Regions from separate parts of the Gossypium hirsutum genome. Here region 2 is linked to region 1. The links are chromatin contacts, called in public Hi-C maps. All regions are on one chromosome and are shown on one strand. Each heading gives the region's core, a stretch centred on a gene start, on an enhancer-like site or on the middle of the called end of the contact. The rest is flanking DNA. Distances are from core to core; before and after follow the strand shown. Region 1 holds the start of LOC107955084 (cancer-related nucleoside-triphosphatase). Region 2 holds the start of LOC107954784 (54S ribosomal protein L19, mitochondrial).

Region 1 (4,042 bases), core at 839-3,338:
AATCCAACTATCTAAGTGTCATATTTTATATTAATATCATATTATTTAATTAAATTCTTCCAAAAAAATTAACAATTTTTAAAACTATTACAAAATAATCATTTTGAAATTTTCCCTTATTTTAAAATATATGGAGGCCTAATATTTAAGTAGAGAAAACAATGCAATGATAAATCTTTCAAGAAATGAAAAACTTAGAAAAGTTTTTTTTGAACTTGGACATGTCATCAATAACTTTCAAACTCGGGTAGTCCAAGTACATTGATTAAACAACTAAAGTCCTAGAAAATTTAGTCGAGGAATTGAAAATCGAGCTAAACTAAACCAAGGGAGATAACTTGTCGATTCCATGTTCTATGGGGAAGTCCAATTTCATCTCTCTCTAATACTCCTCAATCTATTTCATGTTTATTTCTTTTAAAATCATTTTATATATATACTCTTTTTTTTTGTATTTTTAATACATATATTTTGGTTTTTTATTTATAATCCATTTATACTTTTTAGACTTTAAAATAATTTTTATTATCCAAAAATGAAAATTTTAATATCTTTCCTGTTTTGAAACTTTTTAGAATTAAAATTAAATCAACAAATTTTATAAATGTTGAGGATTAATTTTTTTGAATTTTTTAGATTTAGATTCAAATTGATAGAATACGTAAACATTGGATGGCTAAATTTGTTATTAGGCTAATAAAAAAGCCCACATTAGCTTTTTGTCACTTATCAAATGACAACTAATGGGGGAGCAACTAAAATTTTTAATTTCAAAAAGTTGAGTAACTAAATCAAAAAATAATAATAATTGAGTGACCAAAAAATGATTAAAAGAATAATTGGGTGACTATTCTTGTAGTTACCCTTACAAGTTACAAGAATGAGAATGTATTTCGGATTTTCGATTAAAATTAGAGTTGTTCATGGGTAGGGCTGGACCCTAACAAAATTTTAGGCCCGATTGATAGGCCTTGACCTAACCCAAAAAATGAGCCTAAATTTTTTTCTCAAGCTCAGTCTAGATAAAAAATGCTAAAACCCGAGCTCGGCCTGGTCGTATTAGTTTTGTTATTTTTTATATAAAATTTTAAAAATATATTAAAAATATTAAAATAAATGTTTCTCAACAAAATTGAAAATAAATTTAAAAAATTCTTTATCCTTAAGTAACATTAATATAAGTGCAACTTAACAATCAAATACCTCTAAAATAATAACAAATTTAACAACAAAAATAGTAGCAACATAATGGTGAAATGGTAGCAAAACAGTAATAAAAAGTGGGAAAACAACATGATTTTTTATTGCAAATTAGGATTGAGCTGGGTCAAGCTCGGGTCAAAACTTTACCCGAGACTTGGCCCATTTCTAAATGGATCTTATTTTTTTCTTAAGCCTATTTTTTAAATTTATATTTTTACTCAAATCCACCTAAATTTTAAGCGAGTTTTTGAGCCGGACTGGGTCACCGGTAGAGGTGCTCATGGGCCGGGCGGCCCGGCCCGGCCCGACGGCCCGCCTGAAATATGGGAGGGTTTGGGTAAAAATATAGGCACGAAATATGGGCTTGGGCAAAAAAATGAGGCCCGATTAAAAAATGGGCCGGGCCTCGGGAACCACTTTTTTGGCCCGAGCCCGGCCCGGCCCGAATATAATAAATATTTTTATTTTTTTAATTTTAAAATACTTTTAAAATACTTTTTTTAAAAATTTTTTAATTTTAAAATAATTTTTTTTTAATTTTTAAAATAAATTTTTGATATTTATTTAAAAAACGAGCCGGGCCGGGTTGGGTCGGGCTCGGGCTTATGAATTTTTCCCGGGCCGGGCTTGGGCAAAATTCTAGGCCCATATTTCGGACCAGGCCTGGGACTAGGACCCGGGCTGAAATTTTTTCTGAGCCCGGCCTGAACCCGGCCCGGCCCATGAGCAGCTCTAGTCACCGGCCATGAACAACTTTAATTCAAATAAATAAACGGAAGGAACGGAAAGATGGGGACTGATCAAACTCTAGAATTTCTGAGCGTGGCCCGGGCATTCGGCCCATGGACCGTGGCCCAACAAATTGATTAAAAATTTTACGAGTTAGTCCATGACTTGAACCAGAAACTGTTTTACTCCATTAGTATATACCAATAACAATAGCAATGGAGTTCGGTTCTGTATCTGCCGCTCACGGTTCCGTTGAGAGTGGGACAATGGCAGGTGTCGGAAAATGCATCCTCGTCACCGGCCCTCCTGTAAGTATTGCGATTGCTATTTCTTTTACCGTTACTGAAAAATAAAAATTAAGAATGAGTTTCCATTTGGCAATCTTGAGAAATTTGAAATGGGATTACTAAATGAGCAGGGCGTGGGTAAAACCACTCTGATTATGAGAATATGCGAGAATCTGAAGCTCTCTAACCCCAACATCATGCTTCAGGGTTTCTTCTCTCAAGAGATTAGACAGGGCGGTGAGAGGGTTGGGTTTGAAGTGGTCACCTTGGATGGTCGCAGAGCTCGCCTCGCCAGCTCCACTATTTCCAACCCGGAATCTCGACAATGGCCTGCTGTTGGGAAATATAAAGTGGATATTGCATCGTTTGAATCATTGGTATTGCCTGAATTGAAGGTAACATAAGCTCTTCTTTCTGGATGCTTTGAGGGTTTTTATCATTTATGCCCCATACCCAAGAAATTTTATCATCTTTATTACACCAAATTAGAACTGTAATGTGCTACTATTAGTTATAGGGTCTAATCTGTTGGGTTAGGAACTTGGCATTAACTGTTTAAGTTGAGCATGGCATTCTCATTTCATTTGTGTATAAAGGTTATTGTTGAAGGCTATATTCTGCTATCTGTTAGCAGATCAGAGAAGATACTGGTCTCTTCATTGTTGATGAAGTTGGTAAAATGGAGTTGTTCAGTTCGTACTTCTTTCCAGCCATTCTAAATATTCTTCAATCCAATATTCCTCTTCTCGCCACTGTCCCCATACCAAAATTTGGCAAAGATATACCTGCAGGTAAAATTTTCTCTAGGGGTTCATATTTTCTTTTGTTAAGAGAATGTAGTGATCGTGCAGATCCTTCTTTTTAATCATGTTCCCATTTGGTTTAATTTGAAACCATGGAAGACCTGGACTATTATTATTCTTTAAAGTATCTCCTAGACTTTGCTTCTGAAATGCAAATCCTTTTGCCCTTTATAACTAAATTTGCAGGGCTGTGTGTGAATTTGTGCAGTTGTAAGGTTGAAGAATCATCCAGGTGCAACCATTTTGACTTTGGATAAAAGCAACAGGGATGCGATGAAAGATAGAATCTACCCTCAGTTGGCGGGTATGCTTCTTAAACCTTAGATACTGGACTAGGCTATAGGTTAAAACTTGTCGAATGATGAATCTGGTTCACCCTACGAGTGATGGATGGTATGTCATGTATTGCACTCCTGGTTTATCTTTGTTCTCACATTTTGTACATGCTTGCAGTGGCTTAAGATATATTTTTCCTATCTGCTGATTTCTTTATATTTTGCGGTTTATCTTTGTTCTCACATTTTGTATATGCTTGCAGTGGCTTAATATATATTTTTCCTATCTGCTGATTTCTTTATATTTTGCGGTTCCCTATGGTCTCCTAGCTGTATCATAGAATATATTTTCAACCAGCCAACATATTTGATGACAATTTTGTTGTCTGAGAATGTGGCTGTAATGCTTTTCAACACATTTTTAGTTGCTGTGTTTGCCTTGGAAAATTGAAAGGAAACTGAGTAGATATACATTAATGCAAGTTTTAATTGTATGTATGAATTAAGACAAATAAAATGCACCAATAAGAAGGGGGAGTATGCTATATGGTAAATTTATTTGATGGTATGGCTTAACGCTATATGGTAAACTATGGGATTTTTTTTTCATGCAATCTAACAATCTTTGCATGAATACAAGGAAGAAGTAGAGAAGCATACAAAAATGGTGCCTGCAACTTTCTCAAGTAATCTTGAAGCTTGCTTTCTGCCATTTTAGCCTAAACTGGTATGCATTCTGTCTAGG
Region 2 (4,042 bases), core at 557-3,056, 260 kb after region 1:
CAAGACCTTACTCACAGAACCCCAATGCTCAGTCGTAGTAACGTTTCTTGGAAATAAGTTGAGTTTGCATATCGAAAAGAAAATCTAGCTCTCCCTCCAAACATTTCTCCTATAACACCACAACACAGAATTACAAGGACTAATATGTGGCGCATATGCGGCGCTGACACAACATTCCATCCTCCCTTCCTCATGCATGTGAAAAAACTTCTAACTGATCCCATCTGTCTTCATTTAATTGAATATCTCTACACCACAATCGAACATGCCACACTAACAGATTATTATTATATTGTAACTGTCAGCATTTGGGAGGCAGTTTTGCTCCACTTTCACCTTAGCTATTCAATAATAACCCTTCTCAAACAAACACCTCCCTTGCTCTCAACTTTCTTTACAAGGCTTCAGCTAAATGACACCAGCATTGCAGAGAATTTTTATAGAGCATGAATCAAAGCGTCATAGGCCAGTGTGTCTGGTTTTACACTACAGTGCTAGATTTGATGACTTACAAAAGTTTAAAAACATAGGCAAACAATAAAAGCCCTAGCCAAATCATCATCTTCCTTAACAAGAAGGTGCAGCATCGAATAGAAAATTGTTTAAGAACATGGGTATTTTTGGAGCAGTTGTAAGAGGATTGAGAGTGGGTGAAGTGAAATTTAGGAGCTTTCAAGGCTGGAAGGTTGCTTGGGCTGATTTCTGGTCTGGTCTAGTGTTAAAAAGTGAATTTGCTCATGAGCATAAGGATGCAAGTCTTGAAAGAAGCGATTTTACATTAAGTTTGGCTTCTATGGTTGACAACGGTGAAACTCTCCAACTCAAGTTTAATGTAACCATACGACTCCAATTTTATATTTTTCTCATCATACATACAAGCCATTGTGTCCCAAAACTTTAGAAATGTCTAATACATATATCTGACATTTACACCAAATTCGAGTAGCCTAGCTTAGGAGTACAGACATGTAATGATCAAAGTATAATGCAACTAGGAGTATATAATTTACTTGAAAATTTTGGATATTGAAAACAACAACTGAGAAGTGATGCAGTGAATTAATATAATGTTTGAAAGTTGCAGAAATTCATCCAACAAAAACGTTTCAAGGTTTTTCAGCACAGACAATATGTCGAACAGCTAAGATGCATCATATCCAAAAGCTAAGAAGAACATTACCATTTTTTTTAGATTGAAGAGTAAATGAAGAATCTAATCCAAGTCCTTCACCACCTTAATCCCCATGGTATTAGCAGTCCCAATAATGGACTTACAAATACTCTCCAGGGACATGTACTGACAATAGGGATCGGATTGCTTAATCTTGGCAATCTCGTAAATATGTCTGACGGACAAAGTGGTGGCGACCACGTGGCCAGGCCGGCTGCTTCCGGACTCGATACCCGCTGCCTTCTTCAAGTACCAGGTGACGGATGGAGACTTGACAGTGAACTCAAAGGTGTTGTCTTTGAAGGCGGTGATAGTGACAGACATGGGGGTGTCTGGCTTGTACTTTTGGGTTCGGGCGTTGAAGTCCTTGCAGAAGGCCATTAGATTAAGTCGGTACTGACCCAGGGCTGGACCTACTGGGGGTGCGGGTCGTGCTCCTCCCGCCGGTACAGTCAGCCTGATGGTGGCCGCCACTGGACGGCGGGTTAGGATTTCTTTCAGGGTCGACATGCCTCTCTTTGATTTTGCTTACCCTACTGTTTTTTCTCTTTCCCAACGATGTTGGGCTTGGAAAAATTACATAAATGGGTGCAAATAGTAAATGGCAAATTGAAAGGTATTATTTTTACTTTTGGTTAATTACTTTGATTCCAAATTTTAAACCCATCTAATTGAGTGCTCATGGTATCATATTATATCAATCAAGTCCTTTTATTTACTTATGATATTAAATAGACAAATCAAATTTTAAACATTTAAATATTAAAATTTAGGACTATTTCTTTCTTTGTAATAGTTATAATAACTAAGCCATATATATTCAATATTTAATTCACATGTTATATTCGAGCTAGCATTTAATGCCTAAGTACCTGATTGATACGATATTAATACTTTAAGGACTTAATTATAACATTTGAAGTATAATTTAGAATATAATTTAGGGGTGTCTTGATGCAATTAACCAAAAAAGGAATAGGTAAGTAATTGGGCTGGGCTGGGTTGGGCAATTATTAGGTTTTAAATGGCAGAAGAAGAACTGAAGAAGAAGAAGGCGTTCACTCGGTTCTGTTTAATTTTTCAATAATTTATATCTTTAGCTAGTAATTTGATTCTTTGCTGCCTCCACACTCCCACTTCAAGTTTAAAGATAAGGGCTAAGCATTTGGAGGCAGAAATCTTCAGCGAAGAAGAGAAGAGAAGATGTTGAAGAGCAACACGTTCAGCAGGAAGACCAAGGCCGGCAGAATTAAGAAGGTTCCGATTCCTCTCCTCCTTTTTGTTTTAATTTATTACATATAAAAAAGGAAAAGATTTTGAAACCCTAACTAAGTAACAGAGGTATTTACTTTAGTTTATAATGATGATAATGGAATGTATTTCAATTGCTTGTGGCATGGGGATGGGGATGGGACAGGAAGTTAGAGAAATATATCTAAGAGACGACATTTACTGTGGAGCTGCTGCTTGTAAAACGTGTGACACTTCCACGTCACGTGCTCCTTTGGATGTTGCTTCTCCCCTTCTCATTCTTGATACCAATGTCCTTCTTCATCAGGTTTTTTTCTTTTTCTCTTTTGGCTTCAATATAATTATACTGAATTCTTTAATTGTGTTCTCAAATTTTAACGTTTCATTTTCATTATTACTATTACTATTATTAATATATGTTATAAGATCGACTTGCTTGAGAACTCTGCCATCGACAATGCGGTGCTGCTATCTGTGGTGCTGGATGAAGTTAAGAACAAGAACATGGCCGTTTACAATAGAATTAGAGCTCTTTCCACCAATCCTCTCCGCAAGTTCTATGTTTTCAGTAACCAGTTCCATAAGTTGGTTTTCTCATTCCTCGCCATTCATTTCCTATCAAATTCTCTACTTTTCACTGACAGCTGCAAATAAAATGATTTTATTTTCAGCCTCTTATATCCACTATTTTCTTTCTTTTTGTTAACAGAGACACATTTGTAAAGCGCATGGATGGTGAAACTCCAAATGATTACAATGACAGAGGTTAGATTTGCACTTTAATATCTCTCTAAGCATTTGCTTCTGAAATTCAGCTTGTTTACTACGTTCTGTTGTTCTTCAGCAATTCGGGTGGCTACTCGATGGTATCAAACTCATCTTGGTACTGCAGCAACAGTTTTACTTATAACCAATGACAGAGACAATAAGAGGACGGCTGGCGAAGAGGGCATTTCTGCTGACACAAGTATGCACACTCTACTTGCTTAGGAACTTCTATCAACTTGATATTTTATATATTGGCTTACCAGTTACCACTAATTATTTAATACCACCTCTATTTGCAAATCATTAGGATTATTCATGTGGTATGCTAACTGTTCAATGGCCAACTTGTTTCAGTTCAGTCCTATGTAAAATCATTGGGTCAACCGGAGTTGCTTGACCTGCTTGTTCAACCTGCATCCGAATCTGAAGATACTGTCATGGTAGAAGTTGAAGATTTGAGACCTTCCAAGAGACAAGTTGTTTATCAAGAAGTATGTTTGCTAATGCTGTTTGCCATTGTTAATTGTAAACAATGAATTTGGTTAAGATTTGTTCCCATGAAACAAATTGGTTCTCTAAGGCTTAATCTTTTCTTTGTTTAGCATAAACCCATGTCTGAGATTACGTTGGGCTTGCATCGTGGAATATACCATCAAGGAAAGCTTCGTGTTAATCGTTACAATCCATTTCAAGCATATGTTGGAAGTGAGAGCATAGGTGATGAAATAATTATATATGGACGTCAAAACATGAACCGAGCTTTTGACGGTGATATAGTAGCTGTAGAACTTCTGCCCCCAGATCAATGGCATGAGGAGAAGAACTTATCCATCGCGGATGAAGGTATTAAGG

Evidence for each region. A called contact is a pair of places that touch in the nucleus more often than the background predicts.
Region 2: a Hi-C map of leaf shows a contact between it and region 1, with 1.7 times the contacts expected there. The contact joins the promoter of LOC107954784 here to the promoter of LOC107955084 in region 1. A contact is called at or near these places in 3 of 34 Hi-C or Micro-C datasets (all in leaf).

Annotation. Positions count from the first base shown.
Region 1 is chrD07:39,499,644-39,503,685 of Gossypium_hirsutum_v2.1, forward strand. It overlaps LOC107955084 (cancer-related nucleoside-triphosphatase), which reads left to right and starts at 2,089. Exons shown (of 4, transcript XM_016890798.2): 1 at 2,089-2,240; 2 at 2,351-2,614; 3 at 2,854-3,010; 4 at 3,231-3,599. The coding sequence starts at 2,148. The coding sequence ends at 3,346.
Region 2 is chrD07:39,756,935-39,760,976 of Gossypium_hirsutum_v2.1, forward strand. LOC107954784 (54S ribosomal protein L19, mitochondrial) reads right to left here and starts at 1,807. Exons shown (of 1, transcript XM_016890456.2): 1 at 1,027-1,807. The coding sequence starts at 1,681. The coding sequence ends at 1,214. LOC107954781 (exosome complex exonuclease RRP44 homolog A) reads left to right here and starts at 2,161. Exons shown (of 24, transcript XM_016890453.2): 1 at 2,161-2,428; 2 at 2,589-2,729; 3 at 2,849-3,006; 4 at 3,132-3,187; 5 at 3,267-3,389; 6 at 3,545-3,681; 7 at 3,793-4,033. The coding sequence starts at 2,375.